Regions from separate parts of the Sus scrofa genome. Here regions 2 and 3 are each linked to region 1. A link is a contact called in public HiChIP or PLAC-seq data. All regions are on one chromosome and are shown on one strand. The core of a region is the stretch at or near the end of the contact, and the rest is flanking DNA. Distances in the headings are between cores, read along the strand shown. Region 1 overlaps LOC106509843 (a long non-coding RNA gene). Region 2 overlaps THADA (thyroid adenoma-associated protein). Region 3 has its middle 16 kb from the start of PLEKHH2.

Region 1 (4,057 bases), core at 1,424-3,923:
CTTTCTCCTGGACTGTTTTCTCTGTTGGTAACATTAACATAGGCAGTTCCTGTGAGCCAGGCTCTGTTCTTAGCACTTAAGCAAAGTGTTACTGATTTAATCCTCCCAACAAATATTATCTTCAACATCATCATCATCATCATCCCTATTTTATCCATGAGGAGATTGAGGTGTAAAGGGGTTAAGTAATTTGCCCAAGGCCCCCAGGTTAGAAAGGGGCAGAGTGAGGCCCCAAACCCTGGCAGTGCCCTCTCCGCATCAGAGCCTGAGTCTGGACCTCCTGTTTGAAGGCCAGCTGTCATCCCCAGCTTCTCCCCTAGAAAGTTCTGAGAGTCTCACCCCCAGGGACCGCCTGGACCAGTAAGGAGAGAGCTCAGGCAGGCAGAGAGCAACACACGATCCCCAGACACGTGCCATCTTAGGATCCAGATCACCTGCCTGCAGAGCCTTGGGAACTGAGACACACCTGTGAGCCTTGGCCTCCCACATCCCGGCTTTCCTGGCCTTCAAGAAGCTGCGGCTGTGACCACTTCAACCCATCACCCTTTGTCTTCTCCCCACTCTGCACTTTTGTCTACATAAGGACAAATCCTTTTCACCTCCATTTTGCAAAGGAAAGATTAGGGCTTCCCAGAAATAATCCTTAGAAGAAAACTATGGGGGAAAGGAAGCTTGTTTGAAACTGTAGAAATGGGTGACTGCGGAAATAACAGACCTCAGGTACTCATCAGTGATGAGCTCTGACTCGGTTTGACTGCAGACCCCTCTTAGCCTAGCACTAGGCCCAGACCTGGGGCCTCTGGAGGATGTGATGCCTCCAGCGCAGGTCAGGTTTTAGGATGACTCTGGGGAGAGGCTTAGCTCTGTGGTGTCCCACACCTGGTCCTAGGCCAGGCCATGCCTGTCAGATTTGGCCAGTGGAGCAGTGATGGGGCAGGCGGTCCTCTCAGCATCCTCTCCCACCCGATGCTCCCCTCTGGTCTTTGTTGCTATGGTTGCTCAGGGGTTCCTCCTGGCCCTGAAAATGCCCGGACTCTTCTGGCTGCTGCAGGGCTTCCGGCTCTCACCTTGATCAGGCACCTATTCCGTGATATCCATTCCTGGGGAGGAGTGAAATGGGGACCCACAGACCATAGGCCCACATATTAGTAAGTCAGACTAACAAACTGTTAATTAAAATATGTTCTGTCCTTCAACCTTGAGAAGTTTACCTTTCAAAATGATAAAACCGGAAACAAATATATTACAGTTATGATTTTTTATATGATTGAATGTTTGCACAATATTGAAAAAAATGGAATTGAAGTATTCAGCACATCAGGGATTCTGTTGATGGGCCAGTGACGTTTGAATGAATAATAATATAAAAATATTTATATTATAGAGACATTTATGATTCATAAATTAATATATATTATCTTTAAAATTTATTTTCTGGACTTAATTTCAGCTTTAATAATAGAGAACTCAATTTGTGTTCCAGAGACAGTAATGATCTAAAGGATTAAAAATGAGATGCACTTGTATTCAGAGTGGTTTCAGTTACCTGTGGCTGCCTAACAAAACACTCCAAAGCTTGGTGATTTAAAATAGGCCATCTTTTATGGTTCTGTGGGTTGACTGGGCTCAGCTAAACATCTTTTCTGCTGCTTTGCTTAGGAATTCTCCTGTGCTTGTGCCTTGGTGCACAGCCTTGGGGCTAGACTCGTCAAGAGGCTCAACTGAGATACTGGGACAGCTGGTCCTTTGCTTCTTTCCATATCATCTCTGGGCCTCTCTCTCCACTTGGTTTTCTCCAGTAGGGTAACTGGACTTCCCAGATGGAAGCTCAGGACTCCTGGAGGGAGTATTTCAAAAAAGAAGAAGAGATGGGATTCCCATCATGGCGCAGGGGAAACGAATCAGACTAGGAACCATGAAGTTGTCCGCGTCTGCAACCTACACCACAGCTCACGGCAACGCCGGATCGTTAACCCACTGAGCAAGGGCAGGGACCGAACCCGCAACCTCATGGTTCCTAGTCGGATTCGTTAACCACTGCGCCACGACGGGAACTCCGAAGTTGTGGGTTTGATCCCTGGCCTCACTCAGTGGCTTAAGGATCTGGCCTTGCCATGAGCTCTGGTGTAGGTCCCAGACGCAGCTTGGATCTGGCATTGCTATGGCTGTGGCATAGGCCGGCAACAACAGCCCTGATTAGACCCCTAACCTGGGAACCTCCAGGTGACACAGGAGCGGCCCTAAAAAGACAAAAGACAAAAAAAAAAAAAAGAGAAAAAAAAAAAGGAAGCAGAAACTTCCAGTCCTCTTAAAGGCTACATCCAAAGCTTGTGCAATGTATGTCCAGTGCGTGCCATGTGTTAGCATGAGTCACAGGTCAGGCAAGATTCAGTGTGGGGAGGACCACACAGGGCATACATTCCAGGAGGTCTTGTTCATTGGGCCTTCCTTGGAGGCTAGGTACCTCAGTGCTATAAAGGAGTGATGTCACAAAAGCCCTAAAGCCTGTGGTTTGCTTGGGGAGAGCTGGAGGGCAGAAGCTGGGGAGCCTTGAGGAGTTCCTAAAGGCTTGGAACAGTAAGGAAACTGTTATTGAAGGCTGGAGAAGAGGGACCTGAGATGGTCACTCAGAAGGATTCTCCCTATCGTCATGGGGAAGTAGCAAGGCAGCCTAATAAACCCATGATCTGAAGGAAGCCGTTCCCAGCAGAATGTCGAAAGTGCTCCTTGGCTTCTTCCAGCTGACTCTGATAAAGCAGGAAAAGACAGAAATGACCTAAAGAAGCTTCGGAGCAGAATGTAGGAAAGCTAAGGAGCCCTGGTCTACTCTTCTAATCAAAAAAGTCTGGAAAAGTAAGAAGTGGTCTCAGGGCAAAGATAAGGTCCAGGATGCTGCCAGCAAAACGTGGTCTCTAGCATAGTCGTGGGTGTGTCTGTAAGACCCTTTAGAAATATTTAAGGGCATGCCCTCCCCGTTTTGGAGAGACAACAGGGCTGCTAAGAATGTTAAAGGCATGCTTCTTAGGTCCTCTCTGTTGGAGAATATGAGGCTTAAGGTGAGAAGGGCCTTTTGGGAAATAAATGGGGGTGTTATGCCTTTTGTCTAAGGGAGTAGGTTATAGTTAGATATCTAAGAAACCCCCAAATCTTTTAAGAGAATTTTTTCAGCTTGGATTGAAAGGGTCAAAGACAATTCCAAATGAAGAGACCTTTTTTATGGGCAGGAAGCAGGCTGAGAAGTCAGTCTGGCTGCAAACACTGCCCATTTCTTCTGGAAAAGGAGGGATACCTCAGAACATGGAGCTCAGAGCTCTCTGGAGAACCACTCTCACAAAGCAGGACCTGGCTTGATTTCAGAATTGCTCCACACAGCTTTCTCCCCCTTTTTGAATGAGAGTGTAGGTAGCAGTTGTCCTGTGCCTATTCCCTTGCCGTGTGATAGGTCTGGGGAGGAAGATAACTTGTCTCTTTAGTTCACGGGCCCTCACATTGAGAGACAGCCTCCCTAAGCACCCACACCTGAGGGGCCTCCTCTGCAGTCACCTGAACTGGATGTTGAGGTCCTGGGTTTGGAGCCTAAGCCTGTGAATCTCATTCACGGATCAGACTTCGGGTGGGGCGTCTCAGACAGTGAGTGTCTTTTGATCATGTGAGGGATGTGATTCATTAGGGGCCAGAGACTAATGGGGACAGTCTTCAAAGCTAGTCCCCAGTGAACCTCATCTTCTGGTATTCATGACCTCCTATGGTCTCTGTCTTTTTCTGGACTGTCCCTATGACTCACTTTTGGCCAATAGAAAGCAGCAACAGCGATGCTGTGTGATTTCTGAGGACAGGTCCCAGGAAGCCTTTCAGCTTTGGCCTGGGTCTTTTAGAATGCTCCTTCTGGGATAAGCCAGCCATCGTGTAAGAAGTCTGATGCCTCTGAGACTGCTGTGCTCTGAGGAGGCCAAGCTAGCCCTGTGGACAGGTGGCAGGAGAAAGCCGTGTAGTCAGCCAGACTCCACCTGTTCCAGTCGCCGCAGCCAAGTACTGGATATGAGAAGGCACACGCTGC
Region 2 (4,301 bases), core at 840-3,339, 550 kb after region 1:
CTGGCTGACAATGCTCCAGAGTGTGACTGAAACACCATTCTGTTCATGTAAAGATGTGGAAAACACCGAGTGCCTGTCATGGTTCAGTGGAAACGAATCTGACTAGCATCCATGAGGATACAGGTTTGGTCCCTGGCCTTGCTCAGTGGGTTAAGGATCCAACATTGCCATGAGCCGTGGTGCAGGTCACAGACGTGGCTCAGATCCCTAGTTGCTGGGGCTGTGGCGTAGGCTGGCAGCTACAGCTCCGATTCGACCCCTAGCCTGGGAACCTCCATGTGCCGCAGGTACCACCTTAAAAAGACCAAAAAAAAAAAAAAAAAAAAAAAAAAGAGAGAGAGAGATTTGGAAAACAGATTTTTCTGGACAGATCTAGGCCTGACATCTCTACTACCAAGCTGACAAGCCAAAATATGAACCTGGTACAAAGGTACCCAGCAGTTCTAAAAAGAGCTTGCGGTGTTTATAGACTGCTAATTCTCAATCCTGGGCCTAGACATACACCAATCAATCAAGCAATGGACAGTCGTGTCCTGAGCAGTATGCTAAGTGCTCTGGAGGACACCGGCAGCGCACATTAAGGTTCAATTCTAAGCCTCAAGGACTTAACATCAAGCTTAAAACATATGACAGAAGTTAAAGCATGATTGAAGGACTGGCATGGTAAGAGCTAACAAAGTGGCACAAGCTTGCTCTGGAGGCCAAAGCAGAGGGATGCTCAGGGAAACCTAGCTCCATGGATGGAAGGCACCAGGAGGTGGACAGATTTGGAAATGTAGAGAAAGAGCAGTCTTAAATTAGTCTTGGTGGCTCCAGGGCTTGAAGGACAGCTAAGGGTCCCCTTTCCCAGAGGCGGGGGAGGTTGAAGGAGGAGGAAGTATGTGGAGGAGAAGGGGCTGGCAGGAAACCATGGAGAGAGAGACGAGCAAGGCCTGCCTGGGGACGAAGGAAGAAGCTGGACCAAAATGCTCCTGGAGGAGGGAGCAGGTTGGACGTCAGAAGGCCCTGAATGCAAGCTAATGAGTTTCAACCAGATTTCTCAAATCCTGGAAATCTACTTGAAGTTTTGGCCAGTGAGTAACATGACTGTGTTTAAGTCTGTCCTAAACATTTTTATATAAGTCTACACTGCCCACAAAAAAAAAGAATTAAAAAGAGACTTTTTCTCAACTATGTTCCTAAAGTTTAAAAAAACCCTATCACTGTCACTAAATCTTAGATCACTCCGTAAATCACACATCCTTGAGTAAACACGGTAAACACTGAACGGTCCATTTTACACAGCACTGAAAAAATGACTTCTTAAAGGCAAACTCAGTCCTAACTACATTCACTCCCTGACTTCACCCTCCCCCTAAAACCTGACTAGGGTCTTTATTTTGCATTAAGTGTTACAGATTTCCTTATGGACCTGGAAGGAAGAGCTGTTAGTCATCAATCTGGATGGTGTGCATTAATAGGGTCTTTGTTCAGAACATTTAATTATAGGTTTGAGCCTTGGACGAATGCAAAATGAAAATATTGGAGGGGACTTTCCTTCTGCTAATCTGCCAGCCAAGCAGTACCATGGATTCCAAAACGGTCCCTCCGCACATCATTTGGAGAGGCGGTCTCTTCCCTGGGGTCTGGGACATGGCTTCCTTCTCTGGCCTGATCTTGAGCTGCCCTGGGCCACTCAGCTTCCAACAGAGTTCAGGCAATCAAAGGCCTGAGGATGCTCAGATGTAATTTGGGCGGTTTCATACCTTTTAGATGTTTGTGCCTCAACAAAGGCAACATGACCGTACTCGCTCACTCTCGCTGGCTCCAGGCGACCCCAGGACTGTCCCACCTTTGACCCCATGAGCTGTGTAGAAGGAGTCCAGAGTTTCAAGCCAAGCTTTAATCTATTTTCAAGTTTATGAAATGATTTTACTCTGGCAAGTAATTATCTGGGGAAGACTGCTGCATATGCTGAAAATGCAGTATTTGTGTGTGCATTTTACACATTAATTATTGTAGAGATGTTAGCATTTAAAACCTGTACGGTGACAGTGTGTTATCATGATGATCATTTTGAACTGTTTAGAAATATTGCATCACTATGTTGTGTAACAGGAACTAACACAGTGTCATAGGTCAGTTGTGCTTCAAAAACAAGCAAACAAACAAACTCATTGAAAAAGAGATCAGATTTGAGGTTCCCGAGATGGAGGTGGTTAGAATTAGAGGAAGATGGTTGAAAGGTACAAACATCTAGTTATGAGATAAATACTAGGGACACAATGTACAACATGATAAATATAATTAATACTGCTTTATGTTATAAATGAAAGTGGTTAAGAGAATAAATCTGAAAGCGTTCTCATCACAAGAAAAAAAATTTTTTCTGTTTCTTTAATTTTGTATCTACATGAGATGACGGAGTCACTAAACTTACTGTGGTAAACATTTCATGATGTATATAAATCAAATCATTAAGCTGTATACCTTAAACTTATACCGTGCTGTATGCCAGTTATAGCTCAATGAAACTGGAAGGAAAAAACAATTAAAAAAAACTACAAACAAGGAACCAAATAAATAGCTATCATACCTAAAGACACAGGATTTTGAGTTTCCTGAGCAACAAAGAAAGCAAGGAGAAAACTGGTTAATAAAATACCTGCTTTCTAAACCTTAGGGCATGTTCAGGCACTCTTCCACAGAAAGTTGAAGATTCATGCCAGTGTTGCAACAGGGAAAGCTGCTGACCAAAAGCTCCAGTAAAATCAATATGAATGAAGGAGTTCCCGTCGTGGCGCAGTGGTTAACAAATCCGACTAGGAACCATGAGGTTGCGGGGTTCGGTCCCTGCCCTTGCTCAGTGGGTTAACGATCCGGCGTTGCCGTGAGCTGTGGTGTAGGTTGCAGACGCGGCTGGGATCCTGAGTTGCTGTGGCTCTGGCGTAGGCCGGTGGCTAGAGCTCCGATTCGACCCCTAGCCTGGGAACCTCCATATGCCACGGGAGTGGCCCAAGAAATAGCAAAAAGACCAAAAAAAAAAAAAAAAATGAATGAAAAGTATACAGCCTAACAACAACAGCTCTCAGCATCCCCGATGCCTTAACCATCCGGTGAGGCAGGGACTTTTGAAACCTGCAGTCTCATGGACACTGCAGTGGAAGTTCGTTTACTCTGAGCCAGAATGGGCTACACCACCCACCACGCAAAGACGCATCTCCAACTAAGAATCCCCCTTTTCTACACTTCTTACAACGGCAGTCTTAAATAGAAGTTAACAATCTCTCTAATATATTCAAACATTCAAATTCCTAGAGAAAAGCAGCATGAAATATAATGCACAGGAATTATTAGGGCATCATTTAATTGAAAGATGAACGAGACCAAATGATCAACAGATCATTTTGGAAACATGACCAAAGGACTTGGGTTTCTCTTAATTTCTGCCATTCTTTCCTGTATTGCACCCTTATGCTAGCAGAGGTGCCGTGCTTGGCACTATGGGGGATAAAGCAAAGATGAATTTGACTTTCAGGTCCCTAGAAGTGAGATTTGAGGGATTTATTCTCTTAACCACTTTCATTTATAACATAAAGCAGTATTAATTATATTTATCATGTTGTACATTGTGTCCCTAGTATTTATCTCATAACTAGATGTTTGTACCTTTCAATCATCTTCCAAATCAAAATCATAAAAGTCACAACAACAAAAAGCCATCCCTTTCTGAAATCTGTCCTAAACATTAAAAGAGCATTTTCAGTTCAAAATGCAAAGGTAACTCTTCCCCAGAGAGCTGCTTATTTGGATAGAGACATGTGGTAAACATTTCCTAGGGAAGGAGCAAATGAAAAAAAGGTCAAAGGTAAAAGTCAACTGAGAAGAGCTGCAACATCTCAGCAATTTACAAATTTAAAGGAGAGCAACAGTTTGAAGGGTGGGGATAAACACACCACCTCCATTCATTATAAACTGAGATTTAAGAGAGACTCTTTTCCTTCTCCGGGGTGAATACCACAACATCTGTTCTCCTGTCATAACAGCAACTAAGTTGATTTAAGAAAATACTCTCTCTCTCTTTTTTTAAAGCTGTTGGTGCATAATTACACCATTTCTCTTGAGCCTTGGTTTCCTTAAGACGTGTTTATTCTGCACATCTGCTCTCCCCATACCTGATTACACAAAGGTATCATAAATAGCAAACCAACAGGTATAAAGAGACCAGCCCTCAAAACAGATCAAAGCAAACAGCCCGTGGAGTCCTTTGGAAATCTTGGCTGGCAGCTCTTGTAAATAAAAGTGCTTCTAAAGCAGAAAGC
Region 3 (4,104 bases), core at 343-2,842, 690 kb after region 1:
TCTGAGTACTGACCAACCGATGGCACTCTTAGTATATTTGTGGTCATTGTGGGACAGCTCTGACTTGGGTTGTATGTGCTCTAGGCCTCCCCATGGGCATTTCTTGTTCCAAACCTACATCATTCCTTTCCAACCCGAAGTTGGTCCCAATAGATATGATGCATACCAAGCCCTGCCTTAGCTTCTGCTTTCACAGAACTAATGGGGGACAAATATTAACAAGTATACGGAATAGGACACATTTGTGATTCTTCACCTCCTTTATTCCAAGCAGGACCTAGAATGCAGATAGATGAATAGTTAGATAGACAGATGGATAGATGGATGGATAGATAGAGAATCTGTCTCTATATGATTTTTTACTCTGCAGTCATTCTTTTCTCTCTCTCTCTCTCTCTCTCTCTTTTTTTTTTAGGGCTGCTCTAGAGGCATATGGAGGTTCCCAGGCTAGGGGGTCCAATCGGAGCTGTAGCCACCAGTCTACACCACAGCCACAGCAACGTGGGATCTGAACTGAGTCTGCAACTTACACCACAGCTCATGGCAACACCAGATCCTTAACCCACTGAGCAAGACCAGGGATCGAATCCACATCCTCATGGATGCTAGCTGGGTTCATAAACCACTAAGCCATGATGGGAACTCCCATTCTTTTCTTGATATGGAAGAATCCTAGGATTTTTCTAGTTGTTCTCTTCCCTAAGTAACAGAAACAGGAAATTATATTCAGAATCAGTACCAATTAATCATTTATTCATTCAACAAACATTTAATGAGTGCCTGTGCTATACTAGCCCCTTGGAGTTCCTAGTGCCTAAGGATACAAAGTGTGTAATATAGTGTTGAAAAAAATTAGTAAGGGCTAGAACAGAGGAAACACTGATTATAGTGATGGGACAAAGAAGCAAGTGATTACTTCTGCTTTTGTGAAGTGGGAGAAGCCACATAACAAGAGGTTTTCCAGGATGTAGAGGTGATTAAGCTATAAACAGGGAGGCATTCCAGCCTTTCCCAGCACAGAGAACAACACAGTGCAGGACTTGAACACATGAAACAAATCAGCGCCTCTGGGGAGATTTAAGTCTTTAATCTGGCAACAGCTTCTCTCACCATTCAGCCTTTCCACTGACCTATCTCTTTGCATGAAACAAAGAGCCATACCCGAGGCACATGGAGGTTCCCACACTAGGGGTCTAAATCAGAGCTGCAGCTGCTGGCCTACACCACAACCACAGCAACGCCAGAACCGAGCCACGTCTGCAATCTATACCACAGCTCACGGCAACACCAGATCCTTAACCCACTGAGCAAGGCCAGGGATCGAACCTTCCGTAGTCAGTCAGATTCCTTTCCGCTGAGCCATGACAGGAACTCCCCATGAAACACTTTTGACTCTCCCAATTTTTTAACAGGATTAACTTCTTGTCCTCATTGTCTTTGTTAGGACATCACTTTCATGAAGAATTCTTCCTTGATGCCCTCCAGACCGGATTAGGTAAGTCTGCCGTACAGTTCCTCAGCACAGAGTACTTCCCCTGTCCCAGCATTTATTACACTGTGCTCTAAATGCCAGTCTGCTTATCAGCTTCCCTCTGAGTGAACCATAACCTTCTTGAAAGCAGAAGTTGGTCACTGTTCATCATCAGATCTCAACACGCTGCCTGGAAGATACAAGGTCCTCTTTGATGAATAAATCAATGCTGCTAAGTGCAATGGACTTAGGAAGACATATTCATTTATTGTATCAACACCTATTTGTGCACATTATGTGCTAGACATCTCTAGGCACTGGAAATCCCAAGAATGAACAGAACAAAGAATCTCGTGGAGCTTATATTCTAGTGGAGAAAGACAGACAGTAGACAAACTGCTATAAATATAAAGCAGGATGGGGAAGAAGAAGTTTCTTATTTCATATAGGATGGTCAGGGAAGACTTCATTCATAAGGTTATATCTTAGAAAAGTCCCAAAGGAAATGTGGAAATGAGCTACAAATATTTGGCAAATAAGATACGCATTAGAACGATCATCAGCAATACGTAAAATAACCTCCTTAATGTTTCTTCTACATCTTGGTTAATTTCTCTCAGCTATTTTGGATAATGTCATGTGTGATTTTTGTTAAACTCTCACTTTTATTGTGGTTATCTCTCTACGTACTAGCAAAATATCTCAAGTTCTTTATTTCACAGTCCATGTTACAAGGATTTTTGTAATGGTCAGGAAATTTCTTTTTTTCTAAAGAGTTTTGAAATTATAGACTAACCCAAAGAATACCTACTATCAGGACAAATAGTTTATCCTTTGTTAGCTGGCACTGGGCGAGACCGATTAATATGGCCATCTGAACTGAGTTGATTTCTGAGAAGCTTACCTTTCAAGGGTAAATTCAAATCTGTGATAGCCCAGCCTACTTGGCAATTTTCAGTTTTTCTTTTTTAGTATGGGCCATTACAAAATTAAATCAAGGACATTTAAGAGAGTCTCTATAAGGCCCATAAGTGATGTGGAGCGTTCCCTGATAGGAGTTAAGTAATGACAGGGTTCTCTTTTTTCAATCAAATGAAGGAAGTGGCTGTGTTAGTGTCGCAGTGACATGGGAGGTGAAATAGAACAATATTTTATAGAGATTAGATGACTAGCTAAAAAATGAGAAATTTTCTATCTGTAGAAGAGTGTATATAGCACAGCAACCATTAAGGTTAACAAAAACCTTAAAACAAAATCAAATGAAGTTTTTACACATTTTACTATTGCTGTCACACTTCCAAACAAGGTGACTATATTTTGGCTACTCAGTGAAATGCTGAAATGAGCAGTAGGCCTCTAAAGATTACCATGTATTTGTATTAATACTGCTAGTGTTTATTCAGACTTTGTATGAACAAACAGGGGTATAGGAATTATGCATCTAGAATCCCAAGGAAACCAAAAAGAAGACAAAAAGACAACTTACAGAATGGGAGGAAATAGTTTCAAATGATGCAACTGACAAGGGCTTAATCTCTAAAATATATAGAATCCCAGAAAACACATTTTGATAGGTGGTTATTATACCATCTTGGTGCTTGTACATGAGCATGTTGTTGTTTTCTTAAACTTGAAAAGTACCCAATCATACAAAGTATTTGTTTTTACTTAACTATAATTTGCCTGAGAAGATAAACTCTCTTTTTATTGTTGGGTTTTTTAAATCGTTTTATTTAATTTGTTTTTGTGGCACCCATAGCACATGGAAATTCCCTGGGGCCGGGGGTCAAACCTGTACCACAGCATCAACCAGAGCAACAGCAGTGATAATACCTGATCCTTCACCTACTAGGCCACTAGGGAACTCCCAGGGTTTTTGTGTTTTGTTTTGTTTTTTTTTTAATTCTAAGTTTGTTAAACAAAAGAATTCATACAGGTTTTTTTAGACAAACTTAATTATCCCTATTTGCCTTTCTTTTATTGAGTGATGGAGCAAATCTTTGTGTTACTAGCAAGTCATTTTAGGGACCTGAAGGATAGCTCAGGCATAAAAGATATCTTAAGAGTTTTATTATTCTGAATTTGAGGCCTGAATTTAGGAAAAGCAACATCAAGGGTGATTAAGGAGACAGATTCATAAATATCTAAATAAAAAACAACTTGCAGCAAAGGTATAAAAACATAGAAATAAGCAAGAATGCTTGCCAGAAACTCAACTTTTTTTTCAAAAGTGAGAACTTTTGAAAAATGATTTAAAACTATGTCAAGAAGCACCAAGAATTAGCAAAATAATTTGGTGACCTCCACTGATCTGTACATAAAATAACATTAATTTTAAGAAAAAAATCCAAATTCTATTTTTACTTCTTTTGCATATTATTTGTGTAACAATTTGCGGTAAAGGGCTTATTAATATACCTTAATATGTATTCAATCCCACATATGTAAATGCAAATAAAAATATACACATAGATATTAATTTGAAGTCTAATTTTAAAATATAATTAACATATTAATAGAGTAAATAAAACAATGTAGATAGCATAGTAAATTTGCCATCTGAACAAACTACAACTTTTTTAATAAGACCCTCAAAATGCATTATCATTGTGTGTGTGTATATATATATGTGT

The links. HiChIP or PLAC-seq counts read pairs in DNA pulled down with a chosen protein or histone mark.
Region 2: a contact with region 1 is called in an H3K27ac HiChIP or PLAC-seq map of alveolar macrophages. The contact joins two enhancer-like sites. A contact is called at or near these places in 2 of 47 Hi-C or Micro-C datasets (retroperitoneal adipose tissue and subcutaneous adipose tissue) and 2 of 2 datasets of contacts at active chromatin or transcription factors (alveolar macrophages and skeletal muscle).
Region 3: a contact with region 1 is called in an H3K27ac HiChIP or PLAC-seq map of alveolar macrophages, with 12 times the contacts expected there. The contact joins two enhancer-like sites. A contact is called at or near these places in 11 of 47 Hi-C or Micro-C datasets (alveolar macrophages, embryonic fibroblasts, epiblast stem cells and 7 more) and 2 of 2 datasets of contacts at active chromatin or transcription factors (alveolar macrophages and skeletal muscle).

The regions. Positions count from the first base shown.
Region 1 is chr3:97,541,712-97,545,768 of Sscrofa11.1, reverse strand. The region is part of intron 2 of LOC106509843 (a long non-coding RNA gene); the gene reads left to right. Among named protein-coding and RNA genes, the nearest start is that of TRNAI-UAU, 24 kb to the left of the region's middle. Within about 2 kb of position 2,673, at least 14 of the 83 cell types and tissues checked have an H3K27ac peak or open chromatin away from gene starts, as enhancers often do. A contact at or near this core is called in alveolar macrophages, where this site is marked.
Region 2 is chr3:96,990,574-96,994,874 of Sscrofa11.1, reverse strand. All of the region lies in intron 28 of THADA (thyroid adenoma-associated protein), which reads right to left. Among named protein-coding and RNA genes, the nearest start is that of THADA, 120 kb to the right of the region's middle. Within about 2 kb of position 2,089, at least 8 of the 83 cell types and tissues checked have an H3K27ac peak or open chromatin away from gene starts, as enhancers often do. A contact at or near this core is called in alveolar macrophages, where this site is marked.
Region 3 is chr3:96,847,664-96,851,767 of Sscrofa11.1, reverse strand. No RefSeq gene overlaps it. Among named protein-coding and RNA genes, the nearest start is that of PLEKHH2, 16 kb to the right of the region's middle. Within about 2 kb of position 1,592, at least 6 of the 83 cell types and tissues checked have an H3K27ac peak or open chromatin away from gene starts, as enhancers often do. A contact at or near this core is called in alveolar macrophages, where this site is marked.